2 separate regions of the Oryza sativa genome follow, and region 1 is linked to region 2. The links are chromatin contacts, called in public ChIA-PET maps. All regions are on one chromosome and are shown on one strand. Each heading gives the region's core, a stretch centred on a gene start, on an enhancer-like site or on the middle of the called end of the contact. The rest is flanking DNA. Distances are from core to core; before and after follow the strand shown.

What was found. ChIA-PET counts read pairs in DNA pulled down with a chosen protein or histone mark.
Region 1: an H3K9ac ChIA-PET map of seedling shows a contact between it and region 2, with 6 times the contacts expected there. The contact joins the promoter of LOC4343239 here to the promoter of LOC4343235 in region 2. A contact is called at or near these places in 1 of 15 Hi-C or Micro-C datasets (leaf) and 1 of 4 datasets of contacts at active chromatin or transcription factors (seedling).

The regions. Positions count from the first base shown.
Region 1 is chr7:17,856,989-17,860,703 of ASM3414082v1, reverse strand. It overlaps LOC4343239 (FT-interacting protein 3), which reads left to right and starts at 2,402. Exons shown (of 2, transcript XM_015791407.3): 1 at 2,402-2,731.
Region 2 is chr7:17,687,762-17,691,305 of ASM3414082v1, reverse strand. LOC4343235 (disease resistance protein RGA2) reads right to left here and starts at 1,660. Exons shown (of 2, transcript XM_015792495.3): 1 at 1,310-1,660; 2 at 1-668. The coding sequence starts at 1,609.

The sequences.
Region 1 (3,715 bases), core at 1,153-3,652, 170 kb before region 2:
CAACAAAATCGTAGTCAATCAAAACTAAGCAATTGCTCATAAATTTTGAAAAGAGAAGTGGTCTCTTATACAAAAGAAAATATAAAAAAATTGCATGATTTGGATAGGAATGCATGTGCAAAATAAAGGATTGTAAAATACAAGAAAAATAAAAAAAATGTCCTTTGAATATATCACAGGGATGTAAATTGTATCACCGATACATTAACTTGCCAAGTGGGTGCAATCTAGTGCATGAACTTGTAAAATACTCGTTTTGGTGCATAAAATTGTCTGGTGCGTGCGGAGGAAGGCGAAAAGGAAACTACATGGCTAATCTTATTATTCAGGGGCTGATTAATATACTATGTAAACTTATATCTAGGAAGGTTGCTATTAGACATACACCTTCTCAATAAAAAATAGAATATGATATAGTGATAGTAGAAAAAGATGAAAAAAACCGAACAATGATATTTAGGTCCTCGTTCGCACAAACTAGACAAGTTCATGTGCTGAAATGGGCATTTTATAAGTTTATGTACTAAATTGCACCATCCTAACAAGTTTGTGTACCACCAATGCAATTTACTCTACCACAGGAAAGACGTGAGACAAGGGAGAGAGATAGACTCACATAAATATCTTTTAAGAGGTTGGAGCTATTGTTAACTTTTCTCTAAAATTTTATAGGATTATCTGTTTTATAGGATTTCAAGAAAATGATAGGATTAATTAATCGTTTCAAAGACCTTTCCTTTGGAAATTTTCATATATAGATTAAAATCCTCTAAATTCTACTCCCTCCATTTCAAAATATTTGACACCGTTGACTTTTTAGCATATGTTTGACCATTTGTCTTATTAAAAAAATTTGTGAAATATGTAAAACTATATGTGTACATGAAAGTATATTTAACAATGAATCAAGTGATATGAAAAGAATAAATAATTATTTAAATTTTTTGAATAAGACGAATGGTCAAACACGTTATTATAAAGTCAAAGTGCCAAATATTTTGAAAACGGAGAGAGTACGTTTTTCTTACAAATTAACTGGTGCTAAATGGGAAGAAAAAAAGAGAGGCTGGTTGCACCGGCACGTGCGTGCAGTCCCCGACTAGTTTTTTGGTTAGTGCATGTCGAGTCAAGAAAGAAAACGAGAGCTGATCTGCAATTATCATGTGATGATACGACGACTAATTAATAAAATCTGCTAAACTATAAACTAGCAGTATTACATCGTGGGGTAGGTAGTTATATTGTTAAAACAAAACCAAATAAAAAAAAATCAGCGCCAGTATAATGCCCCCAAAAACCGCCAGTGCATTGACGGTTGACTAGCACTGCAATGATAGGTAAGGACTGTTAAAAAAAACGATGGGATTCAGCGTGATAATTATCACAAAAGGACCACAAGTAAATGGGGGTATTAGTGTGCAAGAAAGCAAGCAGGAAAAAAGGGGAATAATAATCAAGCAAGCAAACACCAAGAAATAAACAGACAAAACAGTAGTGGCCAGCCACAGTAGTGAAGGGTCAGCGTCGGAATGCGACGGAAATGACAGCCTCTCGTTGATCCGTCGCCACGCTTCTGATCCGTGTATGTATATTCCACCTGTCGCTGTTAACCCAATCCTTTTGATTATTTACATAAAAAAATCTTGGTTAATCACATCTAATAATCATATTAAAAAACAGTAAGTTTTGAACAGAACAATCCTTGATTAATTTTACCTAAAACGAAATCTCTTTCATTGTTCATTTATAACAAAAACGGTGGCTGAAATTCCTGAGCGTTCGAAATATCATTTTCGTAAAAGTGGTACCATTTTCAACCAATATACTCCATCTGTTTCATAATGTAAAACATTAGCTCACATTGATATAAATATTAATGAATCTAGACACACATATATATTTAGATTCATTAACATCTATATGAATGTAGACAATGCTAGAAAGTCTTACATTATGAAACGGAGAAAGTATAAATTTTGATTTTTTTTTTTACATATCTATCAGAACTATATTGTAATCGTCACTAAATAGTTAAGTTGATGTATATAGAAAAAATTCATGACCAACCAAAAACCGTTCCCATAAAAAATAATATACTGTTTCCGACCATGTTCTACTGTTTTCACCCTTATACTAGCAATGCAAGTACAGACAACAAAACACAATCCTGTTTGGGTTCCTCCTAAGAGAGCATTTAATCCTTGTTTAAATAGGCACTGCTGTTTCTAAATTAACCCCTTTTCACACGCTGGTTTCGGCTCAGCTCCTCCCAAGCAGTGTAATAATATCTTAATAACCTTAACACGCAATTAAGCAACAACTATTTGCATGTGTTTCTCGCTCTATAGGCTGGGGTAATGATCTGCCTCTCTATATCTATCCCTGTCCATCTCTCTCTTACGTCTTCGGGGTCGTCGTCTTCTTCTTCCTCCTCTCGCTAGCTACCTGCCGTTTTCATTTCCCTACCATACGTTGGGGTTTTCTCCGGCTGCTCCTCCGTGTGGCCAGTTGTCCTCATCTTCCTCCTCCTCTCTCCTTGTTGCCGCGAAGAGGATAGATAACCCATAGTCCCGTACGCTTCTCTTTCTCTCTCTCTCTCTCTCTCTTTCCTCTCCACTTTGAATCAATCAAAACGGAGAAGAAGAAGAAGAAGAAGAAGAAGAAGAAGAAGAAGACATCAAGAACACGTGGAGCAGAAGCTTCTCTGCCGGCTTCTATCGTAGCTCTCAAGGTTACCACCCTCCCTGCTGACACCTCTGCATGTTTTGCTTTGCTCTGAATATTCCGGATTTGCTTTAGTTCTTTTCTAGAGTCCGTCTTGTGCTTCTGCGTGGCTGATTTAGTCTGTTTTTGGGTGAATTTAATCATATTCTGTTTTTGTACCCGAGAGAAGTTTTGGTATGTTTGTCTTGGCTTTTTCTTCACCCCCCTCTTTTGTTTTGAAATTTGTATTAGTTATTTTTGTTGAACGGATGAAAGTTATTAGTTAGGTAACTAGGTAAGGGAGGAAGAATTCTTAGATTGTTTACTATGAGGGCTGCAGATTTGTTTATGGTACTCTGAGTTGAGGAAGGGAGATGAAATTTCAGTTCCTATAAAACCGTCCAAAGTTCAACCAAGGAGGCACAAAAATGTGAAAACAGATCCTATTTTCTCTGTTGAGATCTCCAATTTAATTTCATTTGGTCCTTGCTCCATCTATTTAATGAAGTGCCTGAACTTCCTAGAGAATAGAGACTATCACATGAATAAACATGATTTTGATATCTGATGTATGTATGGATGGATGCAACATCATGGAGCACTTCACTTAACTCCAATGGTGACACCCTCCCCCATCTCTTAGCCATCACCTGCCAACCTTTTCCAATAAAGGTGCAAGAAATGGTCCATGCTCCATGGTGTCCATCCATCAAAGTTTCTCTTACTTTTTTTTCTCCATTCTGAGCTCATGCCCATTTGTGCTTTTAATTGAACAATTCAAATGCTACCTTTCAGACCTGAGAATCCTGTTTCTTCATTTATGTCATCTGACCACATATCACTGTTAATCAAAGCGTTTTCCAGGAAGCTAATTAGGCTGTAGTAATAGTAAACAGGCATCGTATTCATACCGGCTTATGCTTCTTATTTTCTTGTTTTAATAAAAATTGATGTTTCTGTTATGTTATAATAATATTTTTGATCAATTGTTTATGTGGTTACAATGGATGTC
Region 2 (3,544 bases), core at 411-2,910:
AATTCCTTTACCTGGTGGATGTAAGAAGCATTTAGTTTTGTTGCAACATTCTCATCTCGAGTAGTGATCAAAATTCTACTTCCATGACCACAAACATGCCAATGAGCTTCTAGGGAATTTTCTTCAATTTGATGACCCCGCACATCATCAAGCACCAGCAAGAATCTCTTTCCTTTAAGCATGGAAGCCAGCATTAACTCAAGCTGCGTCCTGTTTTTTGCTTCTTTAGGATTTCCGCCAGCAGCAGTTACAATTGCAGACAACAATCCAATATCATCAAAGTCATTGAAAACACTAACCCACACGATCATACCAAAAGCATTTCTTGTGCGATGATCATCATGTATCTTCCATGCCAGTGTAGTTTTGCCTGTTCCACTACCACCAACTATGGCAACAAGTGTCTTCGCACTTTTCCTGTCTGTCAATATATCAATCAATTTGTTTGCTTCATTTTCAATGTCACCCACAATGTAATCATCAGGTATCACTTCCAAAGAGATTTCAGACCTTTCATTCAGGATCTCCTGATCGATTGGTAGAAGACCTAATTCAGAGCCCTTCTGTAAAATGCCATCCATTTTCATATTCAGACTGTTGATACTGGTTTTTAAAGTCTTGTATCGCATCCCATAAAGGTTTGGTGGTATCGTAAACCAGTGGAGAAACTGTTGATAGTAAGATTGCATTTATAGTTAGTGCGATCGAAAGGGTAAAATGTTTAAAGAAATCAAAAGAAAACATGGAGATGCTAATATTTCATCTGTTCATTCTTGGAAATGTTACAGTTGAGGGCTTGAGCACAGGAGGTTATCATCAGGAAGTATAATATCAAATTAGCTGAGAACGAGCACAAGTAGGCTGAATTTTCATGGCACCACATTTGCATCATACTTAAAAAACCCATTGCCATGAATTGTTTGACAAGGCTTTATGCACTTAAAATATTGTTCTTGCAACAATGGCTAAACTTTTGATTTGCACTTGCGTGATATTAGAAGTAACGAATTACTCCCCAAAGAATTGCATGTGTGAAGTAAGTCAATCAAGGCGTATGTTGAAGCCAGAACTGAGACTGCATGATACATTTCCAAGATTTTCATAGAAATGTTAAGAAATTTCCAATGTGTTTCAGGATCTAAAAGTAGTAACTGGAAATGGCTCTATCGGTAGAGGTATAAACTAGAAGGCGGCAGCGCACATGTATTCGTTTGAGCAAAGCATTTCAAATTCCCAAATTCATTTGAGAGTAGCATTTTTCAAACTCACAATTCATCAAGGGGATCGAAAGATTAGAAGAAGGCCATACCGATCTCCGTCCCTCCTCCTGCTGCCTCCTGGGCCTGGCGGCGGCGTCCGCGGCGCGGCGGAAGTCGTCGCGGGCGTCCCCGAGCTCGTACAGCGCGTCGAGAATCTCCCGCAGCCACGCCCTGGCGCCGGCGTCGCGGGCCTCCCTCGCCTCGGCCCCCGCCGCGGCCGCCCCCACGGCGTCGAGCCTCCGCGCGAGCCCCCGCAGCTCGTCCGCCGCCGCGTGGGCGTGGCCGCCGACCTCCGCGGCGAGCGCCTCCGCCGAGCGCGCGGCGGGCGGCAGCGCCGCCGTGGCGATCATGGCGGCGGCGGTGGCGTGGCTTCCAACGCCGGCTAGTCGATCGGAGGAAACGAGAGCTTGTTGGCGTCCACGTCGTTTTAATTTAAAGTCAACCGCAGCGAAGATTGGGTCGTGGCTGTCGTCAGCTTACGCAAGCAAGCAGAGACTGTTTCCTGATTTATTTTATTTTTTTGGTCGGAGTAACCGATAAATGGCTGTCCGTCCTTTTGGCTGTTTAATCGAGGTCTTCTCACTCAAACAGTCTGTGTTGGAGAATTGTTTCTAAACCTAATGATTTAGGCTCCGTTCCACGTGTGGTGTTTTGGAGATTGATTTTTGTTCATCATATGTGCCCCAAATCTAAAATTCATTTTCCATCATTTTATTTGTCAAATACTTCATTTATTCAACTCTGTTCAGAATCTTAATAAAATCATTTTTTATGTTAATATGAGTCCAAGTGATAAGTAAAACCATTCTAAGCATGGCTAAGCAATATAGTAAACTAGTGACAATATAACTCATATTCCAAGTAGTAATAGTAATAGAATATGATTCCTAAGGTTAGGAATGAGGGATATGGATATATGTGGGGTTAAGGCGATAATGCAAATAATAGGAGTTTGTCTAACAAATTTAACAAAATTTTAATTTATTAATGTACAATCGACATGCAAGATTTGCCAACATTTTTAATAACCTCCAAAACATAGGTTCAAAGTGATCAAAGAAAGAGGGAGGTAGGACTTGCCTTGCAACTGAAAAATGTCAGCACCTAAATCACTTCTTCACTGTTTAAGCAATTATCTATACAAAGTACATGTTATGCAATTAAACGAGAAACCTCATTAGCACATAATTGATTAAGTATTATTTATTATAAATTTTAAAATAGATTTATTTGTTTTTAAAAGAACTTCTATATAGAAACTTTTTTAAAAAAAATGCACCATTTAACAACTTAAAAGGTGTGCTAATGGAAAACAAGAAAGTTAAAGTTTGGAGTTAAGAAAAAAAAAAGGGGGCCTAGTCTCCTCTATTCTCAAAACCAAATATTTCAACAATGCTTCCTTTTGGAAAGCTCCTTTTAATGTTTCCCAGTCAACTCTCTGGTCTTCCATTTCTAAAATCCGAAAATACCTTTTCACTTCATGTATTGGGCAAATTTCTAAAGGTTAGGTTTCTATTTAGAATCAACCCTAGTGTTCTATTTGAGAAATTATTCATGATCCTTAAATCCGACTAATATTCCTAATCATTTACCTTCGATGGCTTGTGGGGTCAAAACAAAAATTATGACTTTGATAAAATTTCTCAAGTCTTTGCTAAGGAGGCTACAAATTCTATATCCCATGTAAGAGTAATTCATCAGGATACAGAAGATAAGCTTTGTTGGATTCACACTTCTTCTGCTGAGTGTAATACTAAAAGTGCTTACAAAGAAGTTTTCAAGTCTTTCCATTATAATCATCATCCTATTCCTTCCTTAGTTATCAATCTTATTAAATCTGCTTGGAAAAATAAGACAATTTCTCCTATAGTTAAAATTCTTCTTTGGACACTTTTCAGAAACGCTTTACCTACTGCTGTTACTCTTCATTCTAGAATCAAGGACATTGAACCTACTTGTTCCACATGCGGTCAACAACAAAACGAAACTCATATCTTTTTGCACTGTTGCTTTAGTAGACTAGTTTGGTTTATCTTTGATTTTCAACATAAAACGGATGCTCTTAGCTTGATGACATCTATGTATGATATTATTCTTACCTCCTAGCTACTATGTCCACAGATAATGCCCTTCAAAAAATTGCTATTATGCTTTGGCAAATTTGAAAAGCTATGAATGATCATAATTTTAAAGCAAAAAATTGGGAGCCTTTTCAGGTTTGTAATGCAACCATCTCCATGGTGCAAAGTTATAATAGTGTTCATCAAACACAACATGATTCTTCG